Regions from separate parts of the Mus musculus genome. Here all the other regions are linked to region 1. A link is a contact called in public capture Hi-C and promoter capture Hi-C data. All regions are on one chromosome and are shown on one strand. The core of a region is the stretch at or near the end of the contact, and the rest is flanking DNA. Distances in the headings are between cores, read along the strand shown. Region 1 holds the start of A730060N03Rik (a long non-coding RNA gene). Region 2 holds the start of Cyth4 (cytohesin 4). Region 3 holds the start of Il2rb (interleukin 2 receptor, beta chain). Region 4 holds the start of Kctd17 (potassium channel tetramerisation domain containing 17).

The links. Promoter capture Hi-C pulls out the DNA fragments that hold promoters and counts their contacts. Capture Hi-C pulls out chosen DNA fragments and counts their contacts.
Region 2: a capture Hi-C map of embryonic stem cells shows a contact between it and region 1, with 2.8 times the contacts expected there. The contact joins the promoter of Cyth4 here to the promoter of A730060N03Rik in region 1. A contact is called at or near these places in 3 of 39 promoter capture datasets (the 3T3-L1 cell line and liver), 2 of 484 Hi-C or Micro-C datasets (both in embryonic stem cells) and 1 of 9 other capture datasets (embryonic stem cells).
Region 3: a promoter capture Hi-C map of the C10 cell line shows a contact between it and region 1. The contact joins the promoter of Il2rb here to the promoter of A730060N03Rik in region 1. A contact is called at or near these places in 2 of 39 promoter capture datasets (the C10 cell line and embryonic stem cells) and 1 of 484 Hi-C or Micro-C datasets (bone marrow-derived macrophages).
Region 4: a contact with region 1 is called in a promoter capture Hi-C map of hippocampal neurons, with 2.3 times the contacts expected there. The contact joins the promoter of Kctd17 here to the promoter of A730060N03Rik in region 1. A contact is called at or near these places in 5 of 39 promoter capture datasets (the 3T3-L1 cell line, hematopoietic stem and progenitor cells, hippocampal neurons and 2 more), 1 of 484 Hi-C or Micro-C datasets (cerebral cortex), 2 of 115 datasets of contacts at active chromatin or transcription factors (VIP interneurons and forebrain) and 2 of 9 other capture datasets (embryonic stem cells and pancreatic islet).

Annotation. Positions count from the first base shown.
Region 1 is chr15:78,116,866-78,120,674 of GRCm38.p6, forward strand. A730060N03Rik (a long non-coding RNA gene) reads left to right here and starts at 1,930. Exons shown (of 2, transcript XR_875456.2): 1 at 1,930-3,555. It overlaps Cacng2 (calcium channel, voltage-dependent, gamma subunit 2), which reads right to left and starts at 2,415. Exons shown (of 4, transcript NM_007583.2): 1 at 1,816-2,415. The coding sequence starts at 2,026.
Region 2 is chr15:78,594,980-78,598,788 of GRCm38.p6, forward strand. Cyth4 (cytohesin 4) reads left to right here and starts at 2,068. Exons shown (of 13, transcript NM_028195.3): 1 at 2,068-2,240. The coding sequence starts at 2,222. Gm52186 (a long non-coding RNA gene) reads right to left here. Exons shown (of 4, transcript XR_003951538.1): 4 at 3,587-3,809.
Region 3 is chr15:78,493,427-78,497,235 of GRCm38.p6, forward strand. Il2rb (interleukin 2 receptor, beta chain) reads right to left here and starts at 1,640. Exons shown (of 10, transcript NM_008368.4): 1 at 1,522-1,640.
Region 4 is chr15:78,426,506-78,430,314 of GRCm38.p6, forward strand. It overlaps Kctd17 (potassium channel tetramerisation domain containing 17), which reads left to right and starts at 2,059. Exons shown (of 8, transcript NM_001289671.1): 1 at 2,059-2,362; 2 at 3,537-3,645. The coding sequence starts at 2,153.

The sequences.
Region 1 (3,809 bases), core at 680-3,179:
CTAATTTTTCTTGGCTGCAGATCTTTTATCCCTCTAACCAAAATCCAAGGAATGCAAACAGCTGCCAGGATCATGTCCCCAAAGCAACCCTCATTCCCTTTGCTTTCTTTCTCTTTCGGCATCAAAGCTTGCCATAAATGTTTAATTACATGGAAGCTGCCTTTTCACTGAAAATGACTGGCGCTATGAAAGGCTTTTCATTTTTTAAGAGAGGCAGAATGCGTGTGTGTAAAACGGTCCCTATTAATTTCCTGATATTGACTCTCTGGCTGAGGAGGAGCACGGAGTGTTCAGCAGAGAGCACCTCTGCAGAATGTTAAAGGCAGCGCTTGGACTGAGAAAGGGTATCAAATGCAGTATGCGTCAAACAGACCATCGCTCAATGAAGTCACTTAGCTATTCAAAACATGTTCAGCCATCACTCAACCGTTTGCACCAAGAACACCGGGAGGGGGCATGTGATGGGAGCTCTTTTCCCAGACCAGTGTTTGGCTTAGTATAGGTTAGACACCCCCCAACCCCCCAGGATCACATCAGTTTTGCCCTCTCCCCCATCTGCTGGCCCCAACTCCCTGCAGCACCATCCCATGTTGAGCTTAACAAACAGTTCTGCAGTGCTCACTTCCCGATGCCACCTCAAAGGGCCTCCAGGCTTGGTTCACATCAGTGGAACACATACAAGCCTCTTTCCATACAGGGGCATATGTGTCTCTCTGTCTGTCTTCCTATAGGTGGCTTTTGCACACAGACAGATATAGCTATGCAAATTCACTCCTTCATATTAAAGTCTGTGGCTAAATGCAGCTTGTATGACCTGCAGAGTTCCCCCCTCTTGTGTTTATTAATGTATCCCAAAAGCACATGCCTTCCTCATGTCCTAGTGTCCTGGCCTTTACATTGTGGGAGCCCCTCAGCCCACAGCACATGCGGCGCACATGCCCCAATGACTCTGCAAGATCAAGACCAACAGCTGACACCCCCACCCCATTTTTTCCCATTCCACCCCTCAACCTCTCCATGCCCTCGCCTCCTGCCTGCACAGTGCTGACTCGACTTGCTTCTGGGTGACAGACATGTCACTCTGCGTGGAAGCAAATCAGCGCTCGGTCTAACCCGCAAGTGACCGCTGTTGATTAGAACTTGGGCTTGTTTCCTGTGAGAGACACATGCATTTTAGACTTCGTAAACGTTAAAAACACACACATACACACAGCCAGCCACCTCGAATGGTACGCGGGGCTCGTAGACATTACGAAATGCTCTTGAACTCGGCTTGAGCTCCTAGAATAATTAGAATCTACCAAATAAGGATTCTTAGAAACAACAGATTTCTTTTTTTAAAGGGAGACTTGCAGATGGTGCTGGGCCTGTAACTTTTGAGGAGCGAGAGAAGAGGAAGAGCATTTTTTTCTGAATCCTTCATTGCAAAAGGCTGAGCAGCACACAGGGAAGCAATTATTTTTCCCTCCTCATAGGTGGCAAAGCCAGACCCAAAGGCAAACCCTAAGGACTCCAAAGCATCCAGAGCACATCTGAACTCTACAGACAATTTCCTGTTTTCACCATACCATAGATCATTCCAATGAGGAGGTTTGGGAGGACGGGGTGGAAGCCAAAGAGTAGAGAGTGTGGGTTCTGCTTATTGATTTTCTTTCCTCTGAAACTAACCCAGTCAACCTTGATCTGCAGCGGCAGCGGCGGAGGGAGTGAAGTGGGAAAATGGTGGAATGTGGAGGGGACTTATTTGGAGGCGGGGGGGGGGGTGTGGAGGGGAGGGGCGGCGTGGGAAGGGGGAGGAGGTTGGAAATCAAATACCTTCGAGGCAGCAGGTTCTCCATAATCCGGAATGGGTCATAACTTCCTCGTTCTTCTTGCTGGTTTCATTCTCACTGACACTTTTGGTCTTGCAAACCCCTCTGGAGTACAGCCAATAGTCGGTTCCCACAGCGATGGTCATCAAGCTGAAGGCAGCGAAAGCACCAACGGTGGTTAAAAGCATTTGAACACCTCGATCAAACAGCCCCATAATTCTTCATTATATAAACACCCAACCGACTTCTGGTTCTCAGGAGCGTGTGTGTGAGGGTGCGATTGGTAATTCCACTACTAATATAATGGATATATGTGTGAATAGAGAATATGGAGAGATATAAAAAAAGGGAGATAAGAAAGCTCACGGAAAAGTGTGTAAATTATAAAGATCACACGGGAAGAGAGGCTTGCCTTTTGAGATCAAAAAACTGTTCCAGTTGCAGCGATTTTTTTAAAAAAAGGGAAAATAAATAAAAAGACACCCCCCCACCCCCCCAAGTGAGATGCCTTAATCTCTTTTCCTAAAATTCTGGTCTCCAGTTTCCATATGTGATCGCTAATTTGGAGATGGCTTCCACAGCGCGCCAGGGTACAGCCGAATTCTCAACACCATCTCTCATGGTCCGGACCTAGACAGTTAGAGACTGGAAGAGCTGGGAAGCAACCTTCGGTCTTCGTTCGCGGCTCTGCGGCCTGCGCCATGAAAATCCGTGGCTTCGCCAGTTCTCTTCCTTGGGGAGGGAGGGGGTCCTCGAGGCGCCTCCGTTTCAGAGGAGACTGCCCAGTCTTCTGCAAGCCCTCGAGCTCAGCTGCACCGGTGAGGGGGTCTCGCCTCCCATGGTTGTGCCCCGGCGGCGGTAACGGCGGCGGCGGCGGCAGCGGCAGCGGCAGCAGGGTTGGCGGGCGCGGTGGCGGCAGGACGAGCAGCCGCGGTTATTGTTGTTGGCGGCGGGGGTAGTGTCGGCGAAGTGGGGGAGGGAGGGGGTTTCTCCCGGAGAATCGAGGCGGGGTTCCCTCCCCCGATCCGCAAAGCTCCTCGGAAGCCAGCGAGCGAGCGAGCGATGGGGCGCGCTAGCCGGCGTCTTGCAGCAGGCAGGCCCGCCCGCCTCCCCCGCTCACGGCCGCGCAGCCCCGGGCCAGGCGCTCCCAGCTACAGCATCGCCGTGGTGCTGAAACGGACAGCTCACCCCGGCCGGGCTCGTCCACTTACTGCATCGCCGTAGTGCTGAAGTGGACAGCTCCCCACGACCGGGCGCTCTCACCTACAGCATCGCCGCGGTGCTGGACTGGACAGCTCTCGGAGCAGGAGCGCCCACCTACTGCGTCGCCGTGGTGCTGAACTGGACAACTCCCCCACTCTGTGCGCTCCCTGCGCTCTGTAGCCGGCCAGGAGTGGGGCCCTGGCCACGGGGCCTCTGTCGTCCGCGGACGGGCCAGGCCAGGGCCAAGCGCAGGGCTGCCTGGCCTCCCGGACTCCTGTTCCACAGTTCCGGAATGAGCGCTGGCCGGGGCCTCCTGGAGCTGGGAGGAAGGCGTAGCTGGCGATCTCTCTCTCTCTCTCTCTCTCTCTCTCTCTCTCTCTCTCTCTCTCTCCTCTTCCCTCCCCCCTTGGTGTTTCTTCCAGTTCAGCCTCCTTCTCATTCCATCTCTACGTGCCCAGAGCTTCAAATACAGTCCTCCCATCACAGTCAGATTCCCACAAAACTTCAATCAGCTGCTTCTCCTGGAAGAGATCCTGGATGGGTAATTACAAACATAGTTTCTATGTGTTGTTCTTCCTCCCCTATTCATGGGTTCCACACTTTCTGGGGAGGGGAGGTTGTTTTATTTTACTGTCTGGATAGACGCATCTCCTGCCTTATTTCCTCTTGATCTTTCTTTCTGGCTAACAGGGGTTGTGTATAGCTTTCTCTGTGACTCTCTGTAGTTTTTCTGTGAAATTCTACATCTTGCTTCTACAAGTAGACATTTTGGGAAGATGATTCTTGTGAAAGGAT
Region 2 (3,809 bases), core at 818-3,317, 480 kb after region 1:
TCTTCTCAGAGCTCAAAGGTACAGTCCGCCATGACAGAAGAGGCAAGGCAGCAGATTGAAGCAGCCAGTGAAATTCCACCCACAGTCAGGAAGCTGAGGAAGATAGATGAGCACACTGCTGCTGCTCAGCTTCCTGTCTCTGTTTATGCAGTCCAGGAAGCCAGCCAGGGAATGGCGCCACCCACAGTGGGCAGGTCTCCCCTTCCTGATTAACAAAAACTAAGATGACCCCCACAGACATGTCCAGAGGCCTGTCTCCCAGGGGGCTCTAGACTCTGTCAAGTTGACAATTTACACTAACCACCCTGATGATCACCCAAGTCATGGTCCCTTTAATGACAGGCACTGGCTCCTCCTACATAATGTAAACTGATCGCCATTGCGGTCAGATGCTGCCCACATTAGCTAATGACCAGTAATCCTGGGAGGGGTCTCAGGGGCGGGAGAAATTCCTAAGGGTGAATTTCGATGTGGCAATGGGGACCTTTTCCCCCAGTTCTCTGTCCCTGCTGTAGCCCACCCCACCCGCAAGCACTAGCTCCCACCTTCCTGCTGCCTGTGGAGGATCCTGTTTCTTAGCAAGTCCTGTGGCCAAACTTGGATGAGAAAGGACAGAAGTGGGAGACACAGGGCATCTGGAAAGCCAGAATGCTGCAGAGGCCAGCCTGCTCCATTCCGTAAACCAGATTAATCCAGGCCTCCAGGGCGCCCCCTGTTGTTGATACATAAAACTGCACCACTCTCTCAGCTAGACTTTGGGTCAAAGACACAGGGTTGAGCTCAGACTCCAGGCGGTGGGGGGGGGGGCACACCCCACTTCTGTGTGTGCGTGTGCATGTGCAGGGCCTTGGCTATGCTAGACAAGCTCTCTACCCATGAGCTATGTCCCCAACCCTCTTCTTGTTTCTTATTTTAAGACAGGTTTTCACTGGATCAGGCTTGAATTTTTAATCCTCCTGCCTCAGTCTCCCAAGAAGCCAGGATGACAGGCCTATACCTCCAGGCCGGAAATGTCTGCATCACTCAAGGAAGGAACTACATGCCTATCTTCCCTGGGTGTATTCATTCATTCACTCATTCATTAGTTCATCCTCACTTGAACACTCCTTTCTCCTCACATTTTACGAGAGACTAGGACACAAATGTGACCTTGCCCTCACTGGACTTCTAAATAGATTGGAAACAGATCAGTGAGCCAGGATGTGCCCTGAATTCCAAAGAGTAAGCGCTCCTCTGACTGAAGTTTCTGTCAGCCATCCCTTTTTCTCTGCAGGATCTGAACCAACTCACCAGAAAAGGCCTGAGAAACAAAGCAGTCAACAATGGGGCAGCTGGGGGGGGGGCAGTTAAAGCCTAAAGGAAAATCATTTTTTGAACACCTACTACATTCCAAGAATCTTACACTGCTCTTTCTACATTCCCAAGGTTGAGTGTGCATACTCTCTTCGGACGCAAGCCAAATGAGACTCGGTGTAATAGGTTGACTAGCCCGAAGTCACATGCACCCTGTTGGTGGTGACACCTGCCTGAGTGGAGATGCTGAGGGTCAAACAACTGGATCTGGCCACAAAGTCACATGGAAGGATTGTACAGATTTGATGGTGAGTTTCCTAGCGGCCCGGGGAGAGAGGGAAATTAGACACTTTGTGAGACGTGGGGGGGGGGGGGGGCATTTCTTTAAAAAAAAAAAAAAAAGCAAAGCCCCTCCCCCATCCCTGAATGACTTGTCTTTTCTCCAATGAGATTTGATTCAGGGGAGTTCAGAGAGGACCCTAGAAGCTGGGAAATCTTTTGGCTTATATTTAAAGAGGTTGCTGGGTAAAGACCCGCGCCCCCCAGAGAAGGTCCATCGTTAGGACCTTCTTCCCCTGTGACTGAGCTTGTGGGGGCCCATAATCCACCTGTCTGTCTGTCTGTCTGTTTGTCTTTATCCACCCACCCCCACTCCCCTGCCCTAGCTCTGTCTTCCTTCTGCTTCCCCACTTTCCAAGTACTCAGATGCCAGGGTCTGAGCTAACTGGTGAAACTCAACTGCCTTTAGGAAGTGCGCTCTGTGTCAGGAGCCTGCGCACAGACCCCTGTGGCCAGGGCTGACTTCCTCCCACAGGGTCTGGGCGGGGCAGGCAGGAAGGGGCCATGACTGGTCCTCTTGGCTACCCACCAGAGCAGCAGCTGAGCTGGCAAGGCAAGCAGCTGGGCCACCTTTCCCCTGGGCTTCAGAATGGATGTGTGTCACACAGGTAAGCGATAGGTCCCAGCCACGGGCCTCAGTCCTTTCCTCCGGCAGAACAGGGAATCAAGGGCAGCCGTGCCCAGAAGGCCAGGAAAGAAAACCTCAAACTCCATGTGCAGAGGTAGGCACCGGGCTAGACTCCAGGCCTCGGGGTCCCACAGGCATCTGAGTGGTTGCTTACCTCCTGGGCTCTGCACTATGAGGTGGATGATGACAAACGAGATAAAAGATAGATAAAACAGGAGATCAAGGACGAGGGAAGAAGGAATTGGGAGTGCTCAGGCCGACGCGGCTCAGCAGAGTTCTTGGGAGTTCCAAGGAAGAGTTTTCAGGAGGGAAGGCCCCCCATAAGGGACCTGGGAAGAATGACTTCTGATGAAGGTGGATATTGTTGGTGGTGACACCTGCCTAGACCCTGTGAGGGCCCTACAGAGTCTTCTTAGCTCCTGGGGTCTGGTGACGTTTGATGGAGGCTGGGGACACTGCCTGAAGGAGTAACATTCATTCAATGAGGCCCTGGCACAGTAGGCCCTGTTCACTCAGTAACCAGGGCGGTGGGTCTGAGGGACAGAGAAAAAGGAAATGGGAGGGACAGGCTGGTGTGGTTCTCAGGGAGCAGAGAGCAGGGCTGTGGGTGGAGCCATGTCCCTGTACCCTCAGAGAGTTCTCTTGGAGTTCTGGGCTCTGAGGGACTGCAGCTGCTGGCTGTCTGGATCCCCAGGTCTATATGACTGGTTCAGAGTGACAGATTCTCCAAATGATACCTAACCCTTAACAGCCAGGCCCCACCCACCAGCACTGGGCCCCGCCCACTGGTGCTGAGCCCCGCCCACTGGTGCTGAGCCCCGCCCACTGGTGCTGAGCCCTGCTCACTGGTGCTGGGTATTCTCCAGATGCTATGCCTTGTTCTGTATTCCAGAAACCGATCAGGTTCTTCCTTCCTTCCTTTCTTTTGTTTGTTCTCTCTCTCTCTCTCTCTCTCTCTCTCTCTCTCTCTCTCTCTCTCTCTCTCTTTCTTATCCCCACCCCCTTTATTTTTAGATTTTTGGAGACAGTGTTTCTCCATGTAGCCTTGACTGTCCTGGAACTAGCTCTGTAGACCAGGTTGGCCTCAAACTCACAGAGACCTGCCTGCCTCTGCCTCCCAAGTGCTGGGATTAAAGGTGTGCACCACCACTGCACCTGGCTCCCTCAGACTCTTTCAACAGCCATTTATTTATGGTCGGGATACAGGGGGCTTTGACAGGACATAATATAAGAAGAGGCTGTGGCTCTGGCCACCAAAGATCTCCTTAATATAACCTCTCCCTTGTCTCTTTGGGTGTTGTGTGTGTGGGGGGGGGGGGGGGCGGTTGAGTTAAGTTCCACAAAGACACAGGGACTAGGCTGAGGTTCAAGGCCAACAAGAAGGCAAAGGGAGACCAGGCAAAGGGTCTCCACGGACTGCTCCATCATTCTGTTTGTTCATTATTTATTCATCCATTTTACAAACGGCCCCGTGGCATGCTTCAAAATGGCCAAAGGGGAGCTGGTTGACATTCCAGGGTGCTGAGTGGAGGGACAGAGGACTCTGATC
Region 3 (3,809 bases), core at 390-2,889, 380 kb after region 1:
CCATCATGGACAGGGTTAGACGGAAGAGCATATGGAAGGTTCTGGAAGGGTCAGGCTGGGGGGCAGGGTAGCTTCAAGCAGTCATGGTGGTTGCAGCTTCCTTCGGCAAGAGGGAAACTGAATCTCTGGGAGACTAAGAAAACCACTCCAAAACCACACAGCACAAGGCCAGCCTCGGGCAGAGTGAGTACAGCCCAAGAATCTCAGAGTCCCAGGCACTGTCCCCCTGAGGCTCACCCACGTATGCCCTTCGCAACCACCAGACGTTCATCTCCCTGACTCATATATGTCTCCGCTGAGGCCCTGAAAAGGTCTGTCATCCCACAGACCCAGGCTGCTCTAACTGGGTCACCTGATTTCCAGTACAGTGGTGATGCTGACGGAGGAGGAGGGTCAGCCATGAGTGACAGTCGTGTCACACTCCCTGCGTCAGACTGACCCACACATGTCACAGAGAGGTCTCACAGCACAAGAGCAGGTTCTGTGACTGACTGCTCCTTCCCTATGGGAAGATCAGGGCCTAAAGCAGCCTGTTTCCCAGGATAAAGGTTCCAGTGCTGGGGCAGTCCAAGGCCTCACAGGTCTGTGAGGTACAGGGTCGACTGAGGGAGGACGGACGGCAAGCAAGAGCTTGTCTGTCAGATCTGGTGGCCTTTGACCTCAGAGATCCTTTCTCTGGCCACCTCTCCAGAGACACACACATTCACAAAGACACACACACACACACACACACACACACACACACCACTGTTCACCTCTTGCTGTTCAGTTCAGCTGAGGAGTGTGTGAAAGAAAGGGGACCTTCAAAGGTAGTTCTGCCTTCCTCAGCCACCCACCTTGGCCCTGAAGTACTGTAAACACAGCTAACGGTGGGAAGCTCCTACCTCAGGCAGCCTCGGAGACGGAGCCCCATGCCTGGCGATGTCCTTAACCTCTCTAGCCACTCGGTAATGTCAGAGACAAATCTAAGCTAGAACTCTACCTCTGACCTCCAGCCTAGGGCCCTCAGAAACCTGTCAATCAACATAGCTGACTGGACAGCCAGGTCCCAGGGGGAGATTCCTTCTCTCTTTCTCACTAAGGAGAATTCTCCAGGCTGAGATGAACTCCACAGGCGTCAGCGTTGAATCCCACCTGTCCCATACACGCCATGCCACCTCCCAATACTGACGAGCTACAAATCTTTTCCTCCACCCTTCTGGGCTAAGACATCCCCACACAGGATCCAGGGAAGTCCCTCCTAGCGAAAATGGCACACAGCTTCCCACAGAGTAGACTGGGAAGAAGCCACTGTGCCCTGACATTGGAAGGGGTTTATTCTTAAAGGAGAAACCATGACAGCCAGGCTACCCCCTTCCCCAGGGAATCCTAAGACAAGGTTAATCATCAAAGCCCAGATACAAACTACAAAGGGAACCAAGTTAGAGATGAGCGCCCCCTCCCAGCTCCCTGTCCCTTGGGAGGACCAGCAAGAGGTAGTGGGGTGCCCAGGGCTCCCAGGGGACCACACAGGGGCATCACCTGGCTGCAACATGGAGTTGTGTCGAGATGTTCCCTGCAGTCCTGCTGGAGGTTGGGTCCACGGCCATCTCCTGCTCCGCAGCTTAGGTAGCAGACAACAGCTAGGCCAGCAACAGACTGAAACCCAAGGCGAGCCCACTTCCTGTATAGAGGATGAGGGGCAAGGCCCAATGGGAGGTGGAGAGATGGGGGGTGATGAGGTAGCCTGAAACTCCACACACACCTAGCACTGATAAGATCTCCTCCTACGCCCAGGGGCAGCCACTGAATGTGGTGGCACACACGCTCACACAGTTACTGTGGTACAGGGACCTAGCTATGCACAGAACCTGAGGGGGCAGGCCCTTCTTTGCCTACTCTTCCCCGCTACATCTCACACATGCCACCCTAACACCATCGACTTCTGCTCACGCATGAGCACACACGCGCATGCACACACACACACACACACACACACACACACACACACACACATACATATGCTCACACCCTAACACCAAAGCCACCCACAGACACATCATCCCTCTAGGACCTAGAGTCTAGGTGTCCTCTTTGCTGATCTCCATTTTAGCCATCCCCCAGCCCCCGCTACATGCTGCCCTTTACTTCAGTCTCTGAGATGCCCTTTATTTAGGCTAGCATTCAAAGGTGACTGACTGGTTTTAAGGCTTGATAAGCAGTTTGATGGCCAATGAGTGGCCCTCCTATCACTTTCTTCCTTTCCGAGTTGTAAGTTCTAATCCTTCCTCTCTCGGTGAGATAGGGTGGCAGGGTTCAGTTCACGGCTTTTATTTTTAACAATGAAGTCACGAATTTCTCCGTAAATGAATGGGTGTTTATTTACATATTGTATCACAGGACCAGGGACTCCCCGTTTCTATCTCCCCTTCATCTTGGTTTTAATGCCAGGCTTGGGGAAATATGACAAGCTTCTGCCCTCTTGTGAAAAGAAGGGAGTTGTAAGAATTCTGTTCTCTGGACATAACAGCCATTACCATCTTCATCGGGGCAGCTGTAACTGCCACAAGAGAGCCACACGATTGGACCTGCTGATGTTCATCCCCTCACAAGAAGGGAAGAGAAGTAACAGGAACCCCTCCCCTGAGGTCCAGCTTTAGCGATGTGTAACTGAACTCAGGGGTACTTACACACTAGAGAGGATAGGTTAGCCAAAGAAGAAGTGACTCCATCTATACAACTATGGGGATGCCATCATCCATGCTCAGCTGTGACTTCCCAGTAACATAGTTGCTTGGGGGGGTGGTCACCCAAACTGATGTAAGCAACCCCTTACTCCATAAATGTGCACAAGAAACTCACTAGCTCACCAAGCTAGACTTCAGTGGAGCTGTTTCTTGCTCTGTCGTTGGTGCCCTGTCTGGGATATGGAGGGACGTATGCACACACACAAAATCCCCAGGACTCTGGGGATGCTGGAGAGTGAAATCAAGAACCCTAAAAAGAGAATTGAGACAAGCCAGGAAAGGAGGTATGTGGGCTGCCATTGCTAGGGAGAGTCACCCCGGCTGTGTGACCTGGACTTGCTGAACTTCAGTTCACAAATCTGTAAAATGGGATTACTATTTTAGTTTCATTGAGGTGACAAAATTCCCAGGCAAAATCAGCTTAAAGGAGGAAAGATTTCTTGTGGCTTTTGGGTGGCCCGGCCCCTGGTGTCTTAGATCTGCCACAGTGAAACACCATGATAAGAGAACAAAGCTGCTCCCTGACTTGTCAAGCAGGAAGTGGGGAAAGGGGAGAAGGCTGAGGACAGGATATGTGTCCAAGGCATGTTCCCAGAGACCTACCTCCTCCAACTACTTCCCACCTCCTATCAGCCCACCAAGCTACAGACTCATCCCTGGACCCATGGCATCCGCATGGCCGCATCCTTATAGCTATATCAGGGCTCCAGACTTCCTGCAGAGGAGCTGTCTGGGGTAGGGTGGGAGAACCTCATAGACAGACTGGAATAGGGTCTTATCAGTTCTTGCCTGAGCCTGGGGTGAGGACTGACACACAGGAAGGTATCCATGAAGACTTGGGATAAAAGCCAGTTCTCCTTGACAGGGCGTGAATGTGCCCCTAAATGTTCATGCATTAGAAATCCAAGCCCCCTAAATTCTTATATTGATTGTCTGTGAGAGCAGAAATCTCAGAGGCCATTAGGGTGGGGGTGAAGGCATGAAGGTGGCTTCCTACAATGGCACTGATGTGGAAGAGAAACAGGAGCCAACATGGCGCTCCCTCCAGCCATGTGACGCCTTTGACCTGTGCTGAGGCAGAAG
Region 4 (3,809 bases), core at 809-3,308, 310 kb after region 1:
CGGAACAGTGACACAGGGGGAGAACATTAGGTGTCTGTCGGAGGAGCTTGTCTGTCCAGGGTAGGGGTTCTGAAAGAAGGAGAAGAATTTGAGGCAAGCCTTCCTCTTTATTCACCCTCAAGGTACTGGCCCATCTGACACCAAACAGGGACAATGTCCAGATGTGTGCTGGACTCCCACTGGCCTGCTTGGACCGGCTGTGTGGACTGTGGTCTCCTCACCTGTGGTGTTGCCATAGGAAGGAGGGACAGCTTCCGAGTCAGTGAGGCAAGGCTTTGAGGTTGACTCTGCTCTCCATAGCCTCTCCCAGCACTGTCCCACAGTCCCTGAGCCTCCTTTTATCTACTGTAAGAGAGGCATGGAAAAGTAGGATCCATATCTGAGAGTCCCGGAATGAGGACGGCCCATGTGTGGGCACCACTTGAACCAGGAAAGCTCTCAGTGAACAGTACCTGCTGTCCTGGTGGCTGCCGTCATCACCCTGATCGCGATGGCACACCAAGAGTGTGGTCTTGAGAGCACGGTGCTCAATGAACTTATCTCTGATGGATGCTTTTGGTGTCTGTGGCCAGGTACTTATAACAGGGCCCTGCCTGGAGGACATCACAGGTATATGTGCAGCCCGAAGGAGGAAGATCTGACCTCCATCCTTTGCAAGGGGTTTGCCCCTCTCACCTCCCCAGTGATGGGTCAGCTTGACACAGTTTAGAATCACCTGTGAAGAGAGCTAGTGATGAATTGTCTGAATCAGGTGGGCATGACTGTAGGAGATTGTCTTGATTACATTAATTGATGTGGGAAGACACAGCCCACTGTGGGAGACACCATTCCCTAGGCTTCAGCCCAGGACGGTGTAAGAGTGGAGACAGTGAGCTGAGTACAAGCATACATTTGTTCTCTCTCTGCTCTTGATTGTGGATGTGGCTAGCTGCCTCGAGGTCCTGGAACCTAGACTTCCCTATAGCAAAGAGCTCATATGGAATTATGAGCCAAATAAACCATTTTCTTCCTACGTTAGCTTTTGGCAGGATGTTAATATTACATCAACAGAAAGTGAAACTAGGCCATCCCTAAGTCAGGTCTTTTTGTACCTGCTGTGTTGTCCTAAAAGGAACAACTGTCCTCAGGAACTCACTGAACAGTGGGGTGAGAACAGCAGTGACCATGTCCCCCAAACAGGATCCTCCCCCTCCCCTGTTTCCTCTCCATTCTGCTAGCCCAGCAATCACCTTGAATGCCAATGCTAGAGTGACCATTTCCAAACCCTAAGCCCATTCCTCCTTTGCTGAGAGCTTTGGAGCCTCCCCAGTCCTGCTGCACACCCCACACTCCCATCAAGGAAAGGCATCTGGGGGGCCTGGGCATCTCAGCATCATGGGGGAGGGGGCTATTCTAAAACTCCCCTTCCCCACTTTGTAGAGCCGATCCATGCCTCATCTCCAAGCTTCAGGTCAAGCACATATGGAAGCCAAGTGGCACCAGAGAAGCCAGTACCTGAACTTCATCTTCTGAACGTTCACTCTTTAAGCAGACTCCGTAGCATTCAGACTAGACCAAGACTGGCATCCAGAGCAACCCGGCAGGGATGCAGGAAGCTTAAAGGAGTCATATGTATGCTCACACAGCTTCTGGCACACAGAAACGTTCAGCCAGCCCTAAGCCCAACTACATATCCTCAAAGAATTTAGGAAGAGGTGGTGACTATACCTCATCCCCGTGGTCTTTGCCACACACGGGACAAAAAAGAAACACTGCTGATGTGGCTCATGCACGCATATGCACACACGCACATGCTCACACACAGGCGCGTGCGCCTATTTTTAAAAGTAGGTTCAGGTAAATATAGGAATTTCTGGAGGAAGAAAGTTCTTCTCAGGTCAGGTATTCCTCAGCTGGGGCCCCCGTACAAAGCAGAACAAATGGGGGGGGATAGCCAATGAGGAAATCACTGTTTTCGCAGGGCCTTCTGCAAACCAAGCAGTCTGGCCACACGGAGAGACCAGATGATAGATCACCAAGAAAGGCAATGTGGGGCGGGACGTGCTGTCCGAGCAACACCAGGACAAGCGCAGAGCATCCCAGCCCTGGCTCCAGACTACAGCTCCCGGCATGCCCTGCACCTGGTACTCGCCCGCGGCGTGCGGAGGGAAGGATGCAGACAACGCGGCCGGCGATGAGGATGGAGGCCGGGGAGGCAGCGCCACCGGTGGGGGCGGGCGGCCGCCCCGGGGGCGGCTGGGGCAAGTGGGTGCGGCTGAACGTGGGGGGCACGGTGTTCCTGACCACCCGCCAGACGCTGTGTCGGGAGCAGAAGTCCTTCCTCAGCCGCCTGTGTCAGGGCGAAGAGCTTCAATCGGACAGGGTGAGCCCTGAGCCCGCTGACAGGGGGGTCCTGGCCCCGCGCTCCCGGGCTGTCCCGCCTGCGCGTCCCTCGGCCTCTGGCTTTCCTAGGATTCTGAGGCGGGGAGCCGAGGCAGGAGGAGGGGGAGGAAGAGGAGCCGAGAGGAATAGCTATACCCATTGCCGTGGCAACGGGACAGCACAGGCCGCAGCCATTTAGAGCTTTGGAGAGCTGCCCCAGATCCGGGACGCTTCCTTACTGTGGAGCGCTGGGGAGGGACCAACAAACCGGGCCTGCCTTACTGCCCTGGCTGACTCTTAAAGGAGTTGATGCGGCTGCTTCTCCCCGCCCTTAGGGTGTGGGCAGCTGAAGGGTACAAGGAACTAGATGGAGGAGGCCTGGGTGTCTTGGAGCTGGGCTTAATGTAGGGAAGAGCACTGGCTTTGGAGCTATCACTTGTGGGCTCACCCTGCTCTCCTGCCAAATTCCCAAATGACCAGGGAGGAATCGGGAGGAGAGGGGAACTTCCCTGCTCTCTGACTTTGGCCTCCTAGTGTGCAAGGCCTCTGGAGTTGGCTTGTCAAAGTCCCCTGTCCCCCATTCTGTGGCCCTCTTACACTGTGCCCTTGGGTGAGTCCCCTGTCCCTTGATGTCTCCGTCTTCTGTGCTGGGTTGTCCAGATCCCAGTCCTCCCTGCAGGCTGCACTTGTCCAATCAGAGTGCAGCTTCTTTGGAAACTTGCAAACATCTAGTGAATAGTGGGGTTGGCTGGGGGTGGGGGTGGGCGCGGTACACAGCCTCCAAGAGGGAAACTTTCCTAAGAGGGAAATTCACTGGGTCCTGTGCTGAGAGAGAGGTAAGGGGCCACTCAGGAATCCGGTCACCCTCTATACTCACATCTAATCCTCTGACTATGGGAGAAAGAAGCAACGCTCCAGAGGCCAGATGATTGGCTCAAGGTCACACAGCCTGGAAAAGGCAGAGGCAGGGTTCGAACCCAGATCCTTACTGCTTTCTTCCTGCTTCCTCTCTCCCTGTAGCCATTCTTCCAGCCAGCCTGTGGTGACTTGAGTTTATGTGTGTGTGTGTGTATGTGTGTATGTGTGTGTGTGTGTGTGTGTGTTAGGAGGGGTGGGGGTGGCTGGCTTGGGGAAGCTTGCACACCCCTCACTTCCTGTGGTCATCTCCTCCACAGGATGAGACCGGGGCCTACCTCATTGACCGTGACCCCACCTACTTCGGGCCCATCCTGAATTTCCTCAGGCATGGAAAATTGGTGCTGGACAAGGACATGGCCGAGGAGGGTGAGTTGGTCCATTGCGCTGGTCTGGGTCTCTACAGCCTACCGGAGCCTTCAGGGGAGGCCTAAAAAAATTGTCTTGAAGCCAGGACAGTGGCTACATTTCCCCATTATTTTCTGCCTGTCCCAGAGTGGAGTCCCATTCTCCAGGTCTCGGCAAGACCGACA